Linked DNA regions of Mus musculus: region 2 is linked to region 1. Evidence: chromatin contacts called from public ChIA-PET data. All regions are on one chromosome and are shown on one strand. Each heading gives the region's core, a stretch centred on a gene start, on an enhancer-like site or on the middle of the called end of the contact. The rest is flanking DNA. Distances are from core to core; before and after follow the strand shown.

Region 1 (6,717 bases), core at 1,689-4,188:
CTGTGCAAGAACAAGTTCTTTAAATTGCTGAGCCCTCTCTCCAGCCCCTAGAGCTCTTCCTCTAATTAATTCAAGTAAAAATATGGGAGCCACGTCCCTGCTGCACACTAGATCACTTGGTGCCCACATGTCACCCTTCTGCATCTTCTCAGCCTCTAGCAAACCAAGAGATGTCTGCCCGAGAACAACAGAACAAATGGATGCTTGGATGCTTACCTCAACATCCAGTCCGAACTGAATGGCAAAGCTCTCGGCTTCGGCAAATCTGTGCTTGTGAAGTAACCGGCTCAGTCTGAAGAGCGGAGAAGAAATCTCACCAGATGCCCTACTCACCAGGGACTTTAGGTTTCTCATTAAAGGGCAAAGAATGCTTAAAAATATGACAAGTTAGCCGGGCTCATGCCTTTAATCCCAGCATGTGGGAGGCAGAGGCAGGCGGATTTCTGAGTTCAAGGCCAGCCTGGTCTACAGAGTGAGTTCCAGGACAGCCAGGGCTACACAGAGAAACCCTGTCTCGAAAAAAACAACCAAACAGACAAACACTCCAAAAAACAAAAAAAACAACCAAACAAACAAACAAACAAAAAATGACAATTTACCTGTTTTCTGGTAACACCTCTGTGAGGTACCTAAGTACTAAGTCAGACACAGAGTCTTCACATAGGCTGAAAAAAAAAATTACATTGTGAGTAGCTCTGTCATGCAGTATTCATGAGTAAATTCTAAGTTAGATATGTATGAATTATCAGAGAAAACAAAGCATGACCTACTTAGGATCATTTTTGTGAATTCCTTCCAGAAGATATATAGTGTCCTACAATCAGAACAAAAACATGATTAAAACCCAAATGTAGAAGCCACCAAGTACTTTATAATTATTAGAAAAAAACAAATACTTCTGGCAAAAATTATCCATCCATTGATCTTAGAATCACTAGGAAACTCTTCAAACACTGAGGAAAGGAAATGCAGTGGGTGACTTGATGTTGATGCCAGCTGACTCTTAGATGCTGAGAGCAGCTTGACCACTGGACATACACTGAGTGCATTCAGGCAATGCCTCTTACAGCCTAAAGTGGAATCTACTGTGATCTTCAGATAGCAGGAAGATAGTCTAGTGACTAACAGAAGAAAACTGATGGAATGTTACCCTTTTGACTAGGATTGGAGCACTGCTAGCCTAGGTTCTTTTGTTAATAGACATTGTGATTTAAACGGAAAGTTCCACATATGTGTATATATTGACTAGATCTTAAAACCTTGCTAATACGGATGCCTACCACGTCAGACTCTACATCTTGCAAAGTTTAACATCAGAGGGGCATTTCTTCAAGTAGTGGACATTCCATTTGTGACGCAGTTAGCTTTATGGCACATAGACGTTCATAATTTGAGCCATGGATGTTCATGTGTACTTGACAGGTCAAACTATGAAGGACCCAATGTCAAATCCAACTTTCTCCATGTATGCCTTAGGTTGAATTTGTTTCCAAGTTAATAACTTTTACGGGCTTAGACATTCACACTCATCTCTGTTTTATTTTATGCTTAGTCATATTTAAATCCAGAATTTAATAGTCTACTAGACAGATAAATGAGATGCATGAATATAAAAATATATAAAGGAAAGGAGATGGCAAACTATTTATAACTTTATTATATTACTAACATTTCAAAGTTTATTAGTTGCTTATAAATTGTATAGTTAAAAAAATGTCTGTTCTCTATTAATCAGAAGATTGCAACATATCACAGGTTGGCTAATGTTACTGGAGTTTTCAACACAGTTGCTATTGTGGAAGGTTTTCTGCATTAATTAAAAAGTTGGTAAAACCTGGCTTTTACCTCAGCGTGTCAGATGTAGAGAACACGTGCTCTCAGTGTGTGAGTGGCAGTGGCTGTGCACTCGCATTCGTGACAGCTGCGCATTCGTGACAGCTGCGCATTCGTGACAGCTGCTCAGCCTGAACAGCTGTGCAATGCGGTGAGCTCCAGTCATGGTTCATTCTTTCTTCAGAGCTTTAGTAGTTTGGAAGTTTGACTGACTGGCACATTCTATCATTGTCAGAACTTAAATAATTCAGTTAAAAATTTTTAAAACATGATTTGAGGCCGGGTGGTGGTGCACGCCTTTAATCCCAGCACTTGGGAGGCAGAGGCAGGCCAATTTCTGAGTTCGAGGCCAGCCTGGTCTACAGAGTGAGTTCCAGGACAACCAGGGCTACACAGAGAAACCCTGTCTCAAAAAAAAAAAACAAAAAACAAAACATGATTTGATATTTAGGGCTTTTCTTTTTTAAAAAATGAGAAGCAAGTAAGGAATTGTAAAGATTTGGGACTTCTTTGTGGCATTGTGACAATAAATAAGCCAATGTGAAAGGAAAAAAACAAAACAAAACAAAAAGATACAATTGAACAGCAGATGAAGTTTTATCTTAATTTCTATGAAGACTCGGCTGGGTCTCTTGAGTATGTGTTAGTAATGAACATATAAGTATAAGGCAGAGATAAAGCGAAGCATTACACTAAGTTCCACTCCCGCTTTTCTTACTTGGAAAAATGAATAAACATACCGTGCTGATTCCTGTTTGAACTAAAGAAGAAACACTAGATACTTCCAAAGAGTACAGTGTTTCCATCGAAGGCAGAGAGTAAATGATGAGGCTTCTCATCTATGAGAAATAAAAATAGAAACCCATCAGCACAGGTTAGCACTTCCCCGTCAAGACATCTATTGACCCATCTTGTACAAAGCCAAACACGAGTAACCACAGCACTCTCTGACTACACAAGTAGGCCTGCCGCTATCGTATAAATGCTACCCACAAAACTGTGTTCTTAAACCACAAGAAGACGATGCTCTAGTCCACCTGCCCCGCAGAATGAAAACATGCGCAGAATGCCCCACCTCCACTCCAGGAGCGCTGCTCCTTCACAACACCCCACCTAGCCGACGCCTTTTCTTCTGTCCCCGCCCTTCCTTTCTATTGCTTTTCCTTTCCCCTTCCCTACCCTTTGCTTTCCTTCTTTCAGCACTGGAGGCTAATTTTAGTGCCTTGCACACACTACTCTTTCATCTCCAGCCCTTGCCTTTTTGACACAGGGACTTGCTATACAACCCAGGAGAGCCTTGAACTCATTCATGACCTTCGGTTTCAGCCTCCTGAATGCTAGAACTACAGTCGTGAGACACCACACCTTGCTCAAATAAGTTCTTTAATTTTTTTTTTTTTTAGAGACAGGGTTTCTCTGTGTAGCTCTGTGGACCAGGATGACCTAAAACTCACAGAGATCCATCTGCCTCTGCCTCCCGAGTACCACTGCTGGGCTTATCTTTGGTTCCTAAAATGTTCTGTTTGAAATGAAGAGCCAAGATTTTCATCCATTCTTTGAAAACTGGGCTCTGCACATTAATTCTTGTTTATCGAAGTCTCCGTGAGCTACAAGTTAGCATGCTGTGAGCATTAACTGGCTAGTAATCCTGACTTCCAATTCATAAAACATACTAATGTAGTGTAAAGTCCCCCGGTACCTTCTCCTTCGCTGTTGCTGTCAGGGTGACTAATTTGAGATTTGTAATTCCTTGCCTAAAAGAGAAGAAAAACTCAAGTTAAAAAGCCATGCATGCTTCTTTTGTTTTTGTTTTTTTTAAGATTTATTTACAGCCGGGCAGTGATGGCACACGCCTTTAATTCCAGCACTTGGGAGGCAGAAGCAGGCTGATTTCTGAGTTCGAGGCCAGCCTGGTCTACAGAGTGAGTTCCAGGACAGCCAGGGCTGCACAGAGAAACCCTGTCTCAAAAAACCAAAAAAAAAAAAAACAAAACAAAACAAAATAAAAAAAAAAACCAAAAAAAAAAAAAAAAAAAGATTTATTCACTTATTCAATGTAAGTACACTGTAGCTGTCTTCAGACACTCCAGAAGAGGGAGTCAGATCTCGTTATGGATGGTTGTGAGCCACCATGTAGCTGCTATTTGAACTCAGGACCTTCAGAAGAGCAGTCAGTGCTCTTAACCACTGAGCCATCTCTCCAGCCCACCATGCATGTTTCTAAGTATGAACTTAAATAAAGTGATATTCTCACAGAAAGGTCAAAACACATTCAGAGAAGACCGTGGACTCTGTTTCACATGTACACATCACAGATTCTGTTTCTACCATCATTCCATAGACGCTCACATTATAGTATCTATTTGTGCCAAATAGAAACTGGCAAATAAAGAATCGGTCCTTCCTCTGCCAGACAGACTCAGATGTGGTTTCGAACACAAGACGTAGTAAATGATCTGAACCAACCCAGACAGACACTTGGGGCTATGGAAATCACTACTAACTAGACCCCCAACATACCAGGTAACAGATGAGGGAGAATCCGCTTCTGTCGTGAGAACAAACTGCTCTACGGGAAGAGAGGGCCAGTTCCACACAGGAGTGAGAGTGTAAGCATCCCACAAGCTCAGCACATTCTACAGGAAAGACACCCATTTAGACATCTATGATTTAGAAGGCAAACGTCAGGCTTCGTTTCTTGGTGCACGCTGAGACGAAGCACAGCACACAGATAGTCACGCACCCAGCTAACGTCCTTGTCTACCACCTAAATGTATTATCAGGTGGAAGGCGTAGCTCAGTGGGAGACTGGGAGCTGACTTCATAGCACAAAGGCTCAAAGAACAAAAGAAAAAAAAAAAGGTAGTAGTAAATGAACCACTAAAGCAGTCTCAGAAACGTACATCAGTATCCAGCACAAAAAGCAGGTTGTCGATCAGCTGAAATGACTTTGCACCTGAAAGGGAAAGGGAGATGTCTAAGGGTTTTATTTCATCTCATGCAGGACCCTGTTTCAACTGTAAAGTCATGGCTTCATGAAAGGGCAGAACTACATTTAAATGACGACCCCATTTTCATCTACTCTTGCCTCAATTTTGACTTTCGTTACTGTTGTTCTTGTTTCAAAGTGACTAATAAAGTACAAAGCCTTGGGCTGGAGAGATAGCACAGAGGTTAAGAGCTCCGACTGCTCTTCCGAAGTCCTGAGTTCAAATCCCAGCAACCACATGGTGGCTCACAACCATTCATAATGACATCTGACTCCCTCTTCTGGTGTGTCTGAAGACAGCTACAGTGTACTTAATATAATAAATAAATAAATCTTTAAAAAAGAAATACAAAGCCTCTCCAAAGGTAATGACTGAACATGTCACAAACATGGGTGAAAGTCACCAAATGAATTTGGCTTGTTTCAGGGTGATAACAAAATGGCCTGTGCTTAGAAAAGTAGCTTGTACCTGTACTCTCAGCATTATGGAAAATCACACAGGAGATAAGCTCAGATTTGAGGCAAGTCTGGGCTACTGTAATCAGCCTAGACTATAGTAAGAGCCATCTCAAACAACAACAGCCACCCAAAATCAGGTGGGCAAGATGGATCAGTGCATAAAAGTGCTCGCCACACCTGAGAAGCTGAGCCCAACCCTCAGGACCAACACTCTGAAAGGAGAGAGCCAATGCCCAGGGAGCCTCTGGTCTCTGCATGCACATACAGTAAAGTAACCAAGTGTGTACATGCAATGCACAGACCAAGCAGATATAACTTAAAAGAAAAACGAGCCAAAGCACCTGCAAGATGGTTCAGGGGTAAAGGGCTGTTGCCGCCATGTCTGACAAGCTGCGCTCAATCCCCAGAACCCATATAGCAGACCGAGTTATAACTGAGACCTACTCTCCTCTGACCTCCACTCAGTTGTGGTTAAGAGATCTTGTTGTTCTGCCAGAGGACCCGAGTTTGTTTGCAAACTCACAACACAGACACACCCTTTAATCCTACGCAGCACATACATCACTTAGAGCATCGCAAACCAGTGCTACCATTCTACTGTGCTGGAGGATCAGAAGTTCAAGGTCAGCCTCAGCTACACAGCAAATTTGAGCCCAGTCTGGGACATTTCAGAGTGCAACAGTGGTTTATCATTACCTTTAATAATGTCTGTGCCCACAAAGTTCTTAAGAGACATTTCTTTCTTGGTAGAATCGGGTTCCCATTTTGAGAATGCACAACTACCGGTTCCCTGGAAAAGTGAAACAGACCATCAGTTGGAAATCTTAAACCCAAACCGTCCAGGAACCGCACAAAGCAGATACACATAAGCTGAACACATCCTGAGTTCAAGCACACGTGTGTATGTATGTGTTCCCCTGGAAGGATGCTGGCACACGAGCCCCCAGGGCTTTGCTAAGCTCAGTGAGTACTACTCTACTACTAAGCTTTATCTCCAGTCACTTGTATTTCATTCACAGGCAGTGTCCTGCTGTTGCCCAGGTTGGCCTCACTTACGATCCTCCCGTGTGAGCCTCCTACCTGGACGGTTTTGCAAGCTAGGTTTGCAGGCATGGCCCCTATCAAGTAAGTGGCACATAGGAGCTTGCATCTGTTTCTCTTTCAGCTTAAGAACTGACTGGAGGGACTAAAGAGATGGTTCAGTGGTTAAGAGAGCTTGCCGTTCTGCCAGAGGACCTGAGTTTGTTTGTGACCATCCACTACTAGTGTTTCACAGTTGCCGCTATCTCTACTCCAAGGAATCTGACACTCTGATAGGGCTTCTGCAGCCACCCAAAACTCTTATATCACACACACACACACACACACACACGCACACACACACACACACACACACACACACACACGCACACACACACACACGCACGCACGCACGC
Region 2 (6,717 bases), core at 1,725-4,224, 220 kb before region 1:
CAGCAAAAGGAAGGGAAACCAAATCAATACAGAGCCAGTGTCAAATGCATCTTTGTGATCCTCCCTCAGCTGCCTCCTGGTCCTTATATGTGGGGCCGTGAAAGTGAAAGGCAGCCTGTTTTGGTTGAATGAGGTTTGCTCCTGTGACCCAGTAGAAAACTCTACAAGGGACGGAACAGTGAGCCACGTTTCCAGACACAGGTGCCTGACACCACAGAGCTCCCAACTCCATAATTCTGTGACTATCAGTCACGCAGACAATGTCCCAAGCTTTTGGCATTCTAGCTAGACTCCACCCCCACATTTTCCTGACTATAGCCAGGTATGCTCCTCCCCACAGTTGGCAACAGCAAGATAGCCCAGCTCACTATAAAAGGGGCTGCTTGGCCCCCCTCGCTCTCTTTAAGCTCTCACCTTTCTTACTCTCTTCTCTAGCCCTCCTTCTCTCTCTCCTTTTCCCCTTTCTCCACATGGCCATGACCAGCCTCTTTCTTTCTACCTTCTTTCCCCCTTTCTACAATAAAGCTCTAAAACCATAGATGTCTCTGTTCATCAAGCCCTGCCGTGCTTGAATGATGGGATAGGCTTTCCCCTAAAGAGCCTCATCTAACCTCCCGCTGGAAGCCCTTCCCGTGCTCTAGCCATGGACGGGACCAAGGATTCTCGCCCACGTGGGAACCACCCAGCACCCCCTCTCTCCCTGCCCTCTCCTCCTTTCAGCCCTGGGGGGCTGACCGAGCCACCCCCAGGGGCCCCCATTTTGTTCTCAGCTTTTTTGCAGTGTCCAGCTGTGTCTGGGATGCCCGAGACTGAGAACCTGTTATCTCTGGCCTCCATGAGGCCCAGACACCTATGACGGCCCCTTGTCCTCCCCCACGGGCTGGGTCTGTAGCTTCCTACAGCCAGACACCCACCCAGGACGTGTGGAAAGCATGCAACAGTCCTCCCGTGTCTGCCTGCCCAGAGCACCAGAACTGTGGCGGGACGCGGGTTTTCTCCCACTCCCTTTATTTCCCCATGCCCACTACCCCGCATCTGGTAGCAGAGGATGGTTGCACCATCCATGAGAGATGGAACCAGCTAAAGAATTCACTCCACACACAGAGACCTCTCTCCCTGCCCTCTCCTCCCTTCGGTCCTGGGGATGACCAAGCTGCCCCCAGGGCCCCCACTTTGCTCTCAGCTCTTCCGAAGTGTCCAACTATATCTGGGATGCCCGAGACTGAGAATCTGTTATCTCTTACTTCCATGAGGCCCAGAGACTGCCTCGAATCTGGTAGCAGAGCCAGACCTCTGCTCACAGCTCTGAGCCTCTGGGTGGCCTGCCTACAGCTACCCTGACTAGAGCAGCTACCTCCGGATATAGGACATCTTGGAATTTTTTTTTTTTTGAGACAGAATCTGGCTATGACTGGCCTAGAACTCACAGAAATCCACCAGCGTCTACCTCCCAGTACAGGGATTAAAGGTATGTGCCTCCTGTGCCTGGCTGTGTCCTGTTTAAGTTCATGTATAGCATTTGTCATCTGACAGTGCTAGTTTATCACTTACTCTGTCTCCAACTCCTTGAACACAAAGGCACCCCACTCCCCATTCATGAGTTTCATACTCAGTAGATTTGACCAAATGCCAATTAAAATATTCAAGGAGAAAAGTCTGCATTTGGACCGCCCACAGGTAGGCGTTGTCTTCCTCGTTAGTCCATAAGCAGCAGAGGATAGCAGTTCATGTGTAAGTCATGTACACTGTACTGAGTACATGGTTTAAATCATGTGAGTAGCTGTGCATAAACCATGTGTAAATACCATTTACACAAGGGACTTGAACATCCATGGATTCTGGTTTGTTTGTTTGTTTGTTTGTTTTGAGATAGGGTCTCACTGGGTAGCCCTGGCTAGCCAAGAGCTCACAGAGATTTGCCTCCTGTGTGTTAGTATTAAAGGTGTATACCACCACATCCTTGGATCATAGTATTTTCAGAGGTCCTGGACCCAACTCCCTACACAATGAGGAATGGCCATACATCTTTCCCTCTGTGGCATTTCCAGAACAGTCAATAAATCTTTACTGGACACATGTGAGAGGGACCTCTTGAGCATAAGAGCGCTTTTAGACACAGGCACTGGTAACTTCAAGGCGGTGTCTTTCTTCCGCTAATTACTAAGCCACTAGAAGTATTTATTAAGGGAGCTATAAAATAATTTCTATTTTTAAAATCATCCCTGAAGTGAATCAACTTAAGCCTCCTTGTGTGGTTATCACGAGGCTGTACAGCAGCAGTTGGCAGCGACAGACAGGTTCCTCCAAGAGCCCAGGCTCAGAGCCGTTGGCAGGGCGGTGAGTTATTTTGCTCTGTGATTCCAAAGACTGGCTTGGAGGACAGAGTGCTCTCATTCAAACACTTTTGCTACCTCAAAGGCCATTGATGACCACAAACACAGGAGTTCTGTAGCCGAGGAGGCTAAGATGGGGCCATATGCAAAGCAGCGCAGAGGCCCAAGGCAGAATCATTTCAGCAGACAGGAAGTCAGCAACCGACTGGCCCTGGCCCATTCAACTGCATCCCCCTTCATTCGAATCTCCTGTCCCTTCACTCCTGACCTCTGCATCATTCCACCACTGAGGAAATGCAAGCATTAGTCTGTGACAATCTACACCTTAAGGACAGCGTGAAAACCCTGGGGAGAGAACCTGTCCTATGGTCACTATTGACAAATTCATAGCCCAACCCACTGCCACCCCAGCTCCAGACTTTGTGGGTGGAATACAGAGCAGAAAGACGTGGTCCTGAGTCACACCTCTGCTGTGCCAGAATCTAGATGGACAGGGAGGCAGTTGGGTGGTTTTGTTTTTGAGGTATTGGTGATGTCATCACAGACCTGTCTGTCCCACAAGCCAGAGGACTGAGTCACACCCAGGCAGATGAACCTACTGCAGTTTAAGACTTATGTTTACCTAGCAAGAAGATGACAAAGGCCTGCCTGTACTAATGCCATCCATGGGCTCACTCGCCCAGTGGGACGCTGTGGGTCATCCATGCCAGGATGAGAGGCAGCCAGAGAATGGAAACTGGGTTGTGGCTTGCTGGTTCCCAAGGCTGTCCTTACTGTGGGCCTTTCAGTGTAGTCCTGAGGAGGGCACACGGTCCTCACTTGAGGACCTCAGGGACAGTAGGTGGGCATGTGTGAATGGCAGCCATCCCTAGATAGAAACACATACCCAGCCCCACGGCTGCCCACGTCTTCCTGCCCTGCAGGTTGGCTGTCCTCTGTCAGAGTCACTGAACACCACCACCCTTCCTCTTGAAGCCAATTCAAACAGCCAAATGAATAGGAACAAGCAGGAAAAGGAGATTTATTCAATGTGGCCACGGAGGAAAGAAGGACAAAGATCTAGTGATCCCCTTAAATTTACCTTCAGGGTTCTGAGGTCAGAGTCACGGCCAGGAACATCTAAGCAGACCCTATCAATATGCCCACCACTGATCCCCACAGACTGGGCTCGTCTCATCTTGCAGGGTGGTCTGACGAGTTCTTAGAACTGTGAAATCTCTTCAGGAGACAAGTTCCCCTGCCTGCTCCCAGCCTTTTCCTTCTTCCTGCGTGAGATTCCTGGGGAAATTCCCATCTCTTGGGATCCATTGTTTTAACAGTCCAAGCTGAGAGGTGTGTCTATCTAGAGAACACTGGTTCTCAACTGGTGGGCCCCAACCCCTTTTGGTGGGGGGTCAAACAACCCTCTCACAGGGGTCATATATCAGATATTCTGCATATCAGATATTTATGTTACAATTCATAGCAGTAGCAAAATTACAGTTATGAAGTAACAAGAAAGATAACTTTATGGTTGAGGGTCACCACAACATGAGGAACTGTATTAAAGAGTCACAGCACTAGGAAGGCTGAGAACTAGTGCTCTAGAGTTTCTGCCAAGCCACTTAGAGACACCGTGCATTACACCATCAGAAGCGGGGAAGAAAAGCTTGGGCAGAGGAAGTTAGATGCCAGCATGTATGAAGTGATAATCCAGTAAGCCCTGAAATAAAAAGCGGTTCCAGGCGGAGAAGGGGGAAGGGCTAGGCTGACCAGTACACCAGGCCTGCCAGACACCTCAGGTTCGCCAGCTGAGTTTCCCTGGCCTTTGCCAATCAGGCCTTCACTCTACCCCCACAGGGTTTCCACTCACCGACACGACCCAGCTGCTGGGATCAGGTGGCCGGCTGGGTTTCATTCGCAGGCCCCTGTACCGCAGCGGCTGGACTCCCACCTCAGAGCTGGGTCAGGGGGAGATCCTTCCCCATTCAGAAAGGGGGCAGGTCTACAGGGAGTGCTCCGACGTCTCTACCCCAGGCTCCCTGGAATCCCTATGGCAGACCACACCACCAGACACGAGCTAGGCGGTGTACGGAGGGTGCACACCTGACACTCATTCTTGAAGGGATGGCACACAGAGTGCCACCTTCCCGATGCTCTTCCCAGCTCTGTTCCTTTGTGCAGCAGCCTGGCTCAGTTGTCCCTCTCACACGGTGGGCTATACTCAGGACACAGGGACAACTTCTATCTCCTTTAGTCCTGTCTGCTTTTCTGCACACAATCTAACCACTAACACATTTGCTACACTCCTGCAAATACCTACAGGTACCCCACTGGGTCAGAGCTCTGTTAGTATTCCTGTCTTGAAAATGGGGAAACTAGGCCGGGCATGGTGGCACACGCCTTTAATCACAGTGCTCGGGAGGCAAAGGCAGGCAGATTTCTGAGTTTGAGGCCAGCCTGGTCTACAGAGTGAGTTCCAGGACAGCCAGGGCTACACAGAGAAACCCTGTCTCGAAAAACCAAAAAAAAAAAAAAAAAAAAAAAAAAAAAGAAAAAAGAAAAAAGAGAAAATGGGAAAACTAGACCAGGTGGTGGCGGCACACACATGCCTTTAATTCCAGCACTCCAGGCAGAAGCAGGCAGATCTCGAGGGCCAGCCTGGTCTACAGAGTAAGTTGTAGGACAGGAATACACAGAAACACTGTCAAGAAAAACAAAGCGGGGAGGTGGGGTGGAAAACTGAGGCACAGAGCAACAACAGAGCCAGGCCTGGCCCAGGTTCCTAAGTGCTCAGTACACTTGCCATAGTTGGCACTTCTCTTCCCCAAGGGGGTACAAAGGTGACTTTTCCCCTTCTACTGTGTACCCCAATTATGCAGGATGAGGTCAAGAAATGTAGTCAGTGTGCCCCAGAGGTGCACAGAAGCAAAGGCAGGAAGCAGCTGAAGTACAGGCAGCTCAGTCCCAGCCTGGTCTGGAAGAAGACACTTCAGAACTCTGGTATCCTGGGAGGCAGCCCCAGCCCACCTTAGGGTAGCTTCTCACGTGTGTGAGCCAGCCTATTCTCCGCTTTCTGACAGGGGCCTTGGCTTTGTCTCCTCTCATTCAGCCAGCTGTTGTGACACAGGCCTATGCCTACTCCTGGGGACACAGTGGAGACAGGACAGACCACATCAGCCCTCAAGAATCCACCCTGTTCTGAGATAACAGCTAGACAGAGTTAGGGGTTTTGGACATTCACCATGTGGGTTAGGGCTTTTTTCCAACTCTGGGGCGGGGACTTTTTCTATTATTATAAATATTTTGTGCGTGTAAGCGTGTAGTAACATGTTATAATTACACTCTTCCCCCTCCTGCCGTGCTTGGAATCAAACTGGGGTTTCTCACTTGTAGGCAAGCACTCTGCTGTCGAGCTTCACCAAGACACACCCTGAGCTATAGGCAGACCAGGGCTGAGCAATGGCATGGGCTCTGAAAGGTTCCCAGAACTTGAGAGCTGTTTTCAAGCCAGAGCCTAGGGCAGGTTCCAGACACCTGCTTGCTCCCGTGTGTCCTGCCTCTGCTAAGTGGGTCCTGAGAATCACCTGGCTGAGGCAACTCCACACCATACCAACGCTCGGGGCTCTGCCCCCAACCACATCACCCCCATTTGCCTGAGGTCTGCTGCTACTCACACCGGCCCCTGTCCACAGGCAGCTGCTGACTGCCCCCGGGGCTAAGACTCCTCGGAGACACAAAATGAGAAAAATCCCATTCACCCTTAACAGTGCTCCAGTGGGAAGATGGATTATTCAAGGCTAAGCTGGGCGAAGTCAGATACAATCCAAATGAACTTCACCTGCCTGTTTGCTTTTTTCTAGAAGCCAGCAGACATCTGAGTATTTACACATGTGGCCCCTCTTCTGCATCTATTCAGTGCTACTGTAGCAAGGGGACTTGTCAATAAATGTTAATCTTTACAAGAGTTTGTTCCCTGGAGGGGGGAGGGGAGCTGCTGAAGAAATGCGTCACTGACCTGGAAATCGGAAGGTAAGAAGTACTTCTAGCTCAGAAGCTGGCTCCCAGTGGGCCGCCTTCACCCCACCCCTCACCCCTCACCCTTTCACCTTGGAAGCTGATGTTGCCCTGGGTTTAACCCTGCACCTTGATTAAAGGGCTTCTCTCAGCCTGACCTGGGAGAAGATCCCTCCCCTCTGCCTCTGCATGCTGTGGGTAAATCAGAAGCTCAGAGAAGCAACAAAAAGGGCAACTGTGTGTTTCCACAGAAAGGAAACTACAATTAGGATGTTCATGGCTTCTAGCAGCACAGTGTGCTCCAAAGACCGCTCACCTCTTTCAGAGAGGTCCCAGATTTTGAACTTTGTGGGTGGAGGGAGGGGAGAACAGTAGGCCAACTATTTGC

What was found. ChIA-PET counts read pairs in DNA pulled down with a chosen protein or histone mark.
Region 2: a contact with region 1 is called in an RNA polymerase II ChIA-PET map of memory CD8 T cells, with 8 read pairs. The contact joins two enhancer-like sites. A contact is called at or near these places in 1 of 39 promoter capture datasets (the SN4741 cell line), 2 of 484 Hi-C or Micro-C datasets (bone marrow-derived macrophages and muscle stem cells), 1 of 115 datasets of contacts at active chromatin or transcription factors (memory CD8 T cells) and 1 of 9 other capture datasets (adipose tissue).

The regions. Positions count from the first base shown.
Region 1 is chr5:123,761,867-123,768,583 of GRCm38.p6, reverse strand. Kntc1 (kinetochore associated 1) reads right to left here. Exons shown (of 64, transcript NM_001042421.1): 9 at 5,978-6,071; 10 at 4,737-4,789; 11 at 4,354-4,469; 12 at 3,533-3,587; 13 at 2,574-2,672; 14 at 771-814; 15 at 600-665; 16 at 217-292. Among named protein-coding and RNA genes, the nearest start is that of Kntc1, 15 kb to the right of the region's middle. Within about 2 kb of position 2,938, at least 10 of the 459 cell types and tissues checked have an H3K27ac peak or open chromatin away from gene starts, as enhancers often do. A contact at or near this core is called in memory CD8 T cells and muscle stem cells, where this site is marked.
Region 2 is chr5:123,977,053-123,983,769 of GRCm38.p6, reverse strand. The region is part of intron 1 of Hip1r (huntingtin interacting protein 1 related); the gene reads right to left. Among named protein-coding and RNA genes, the nearest start is that of Gm46922, 6.5 kb to the right of the region's middle. Within about 2 kb of position 2,974, at least 123 of the 459 cell types and tissues checked have an H3K27ac peak or open chromatin away from gene starts, as enhancers often do. A contact at or near this core is called in memory CD8 T cells and muscle stem cells, where this site is marked.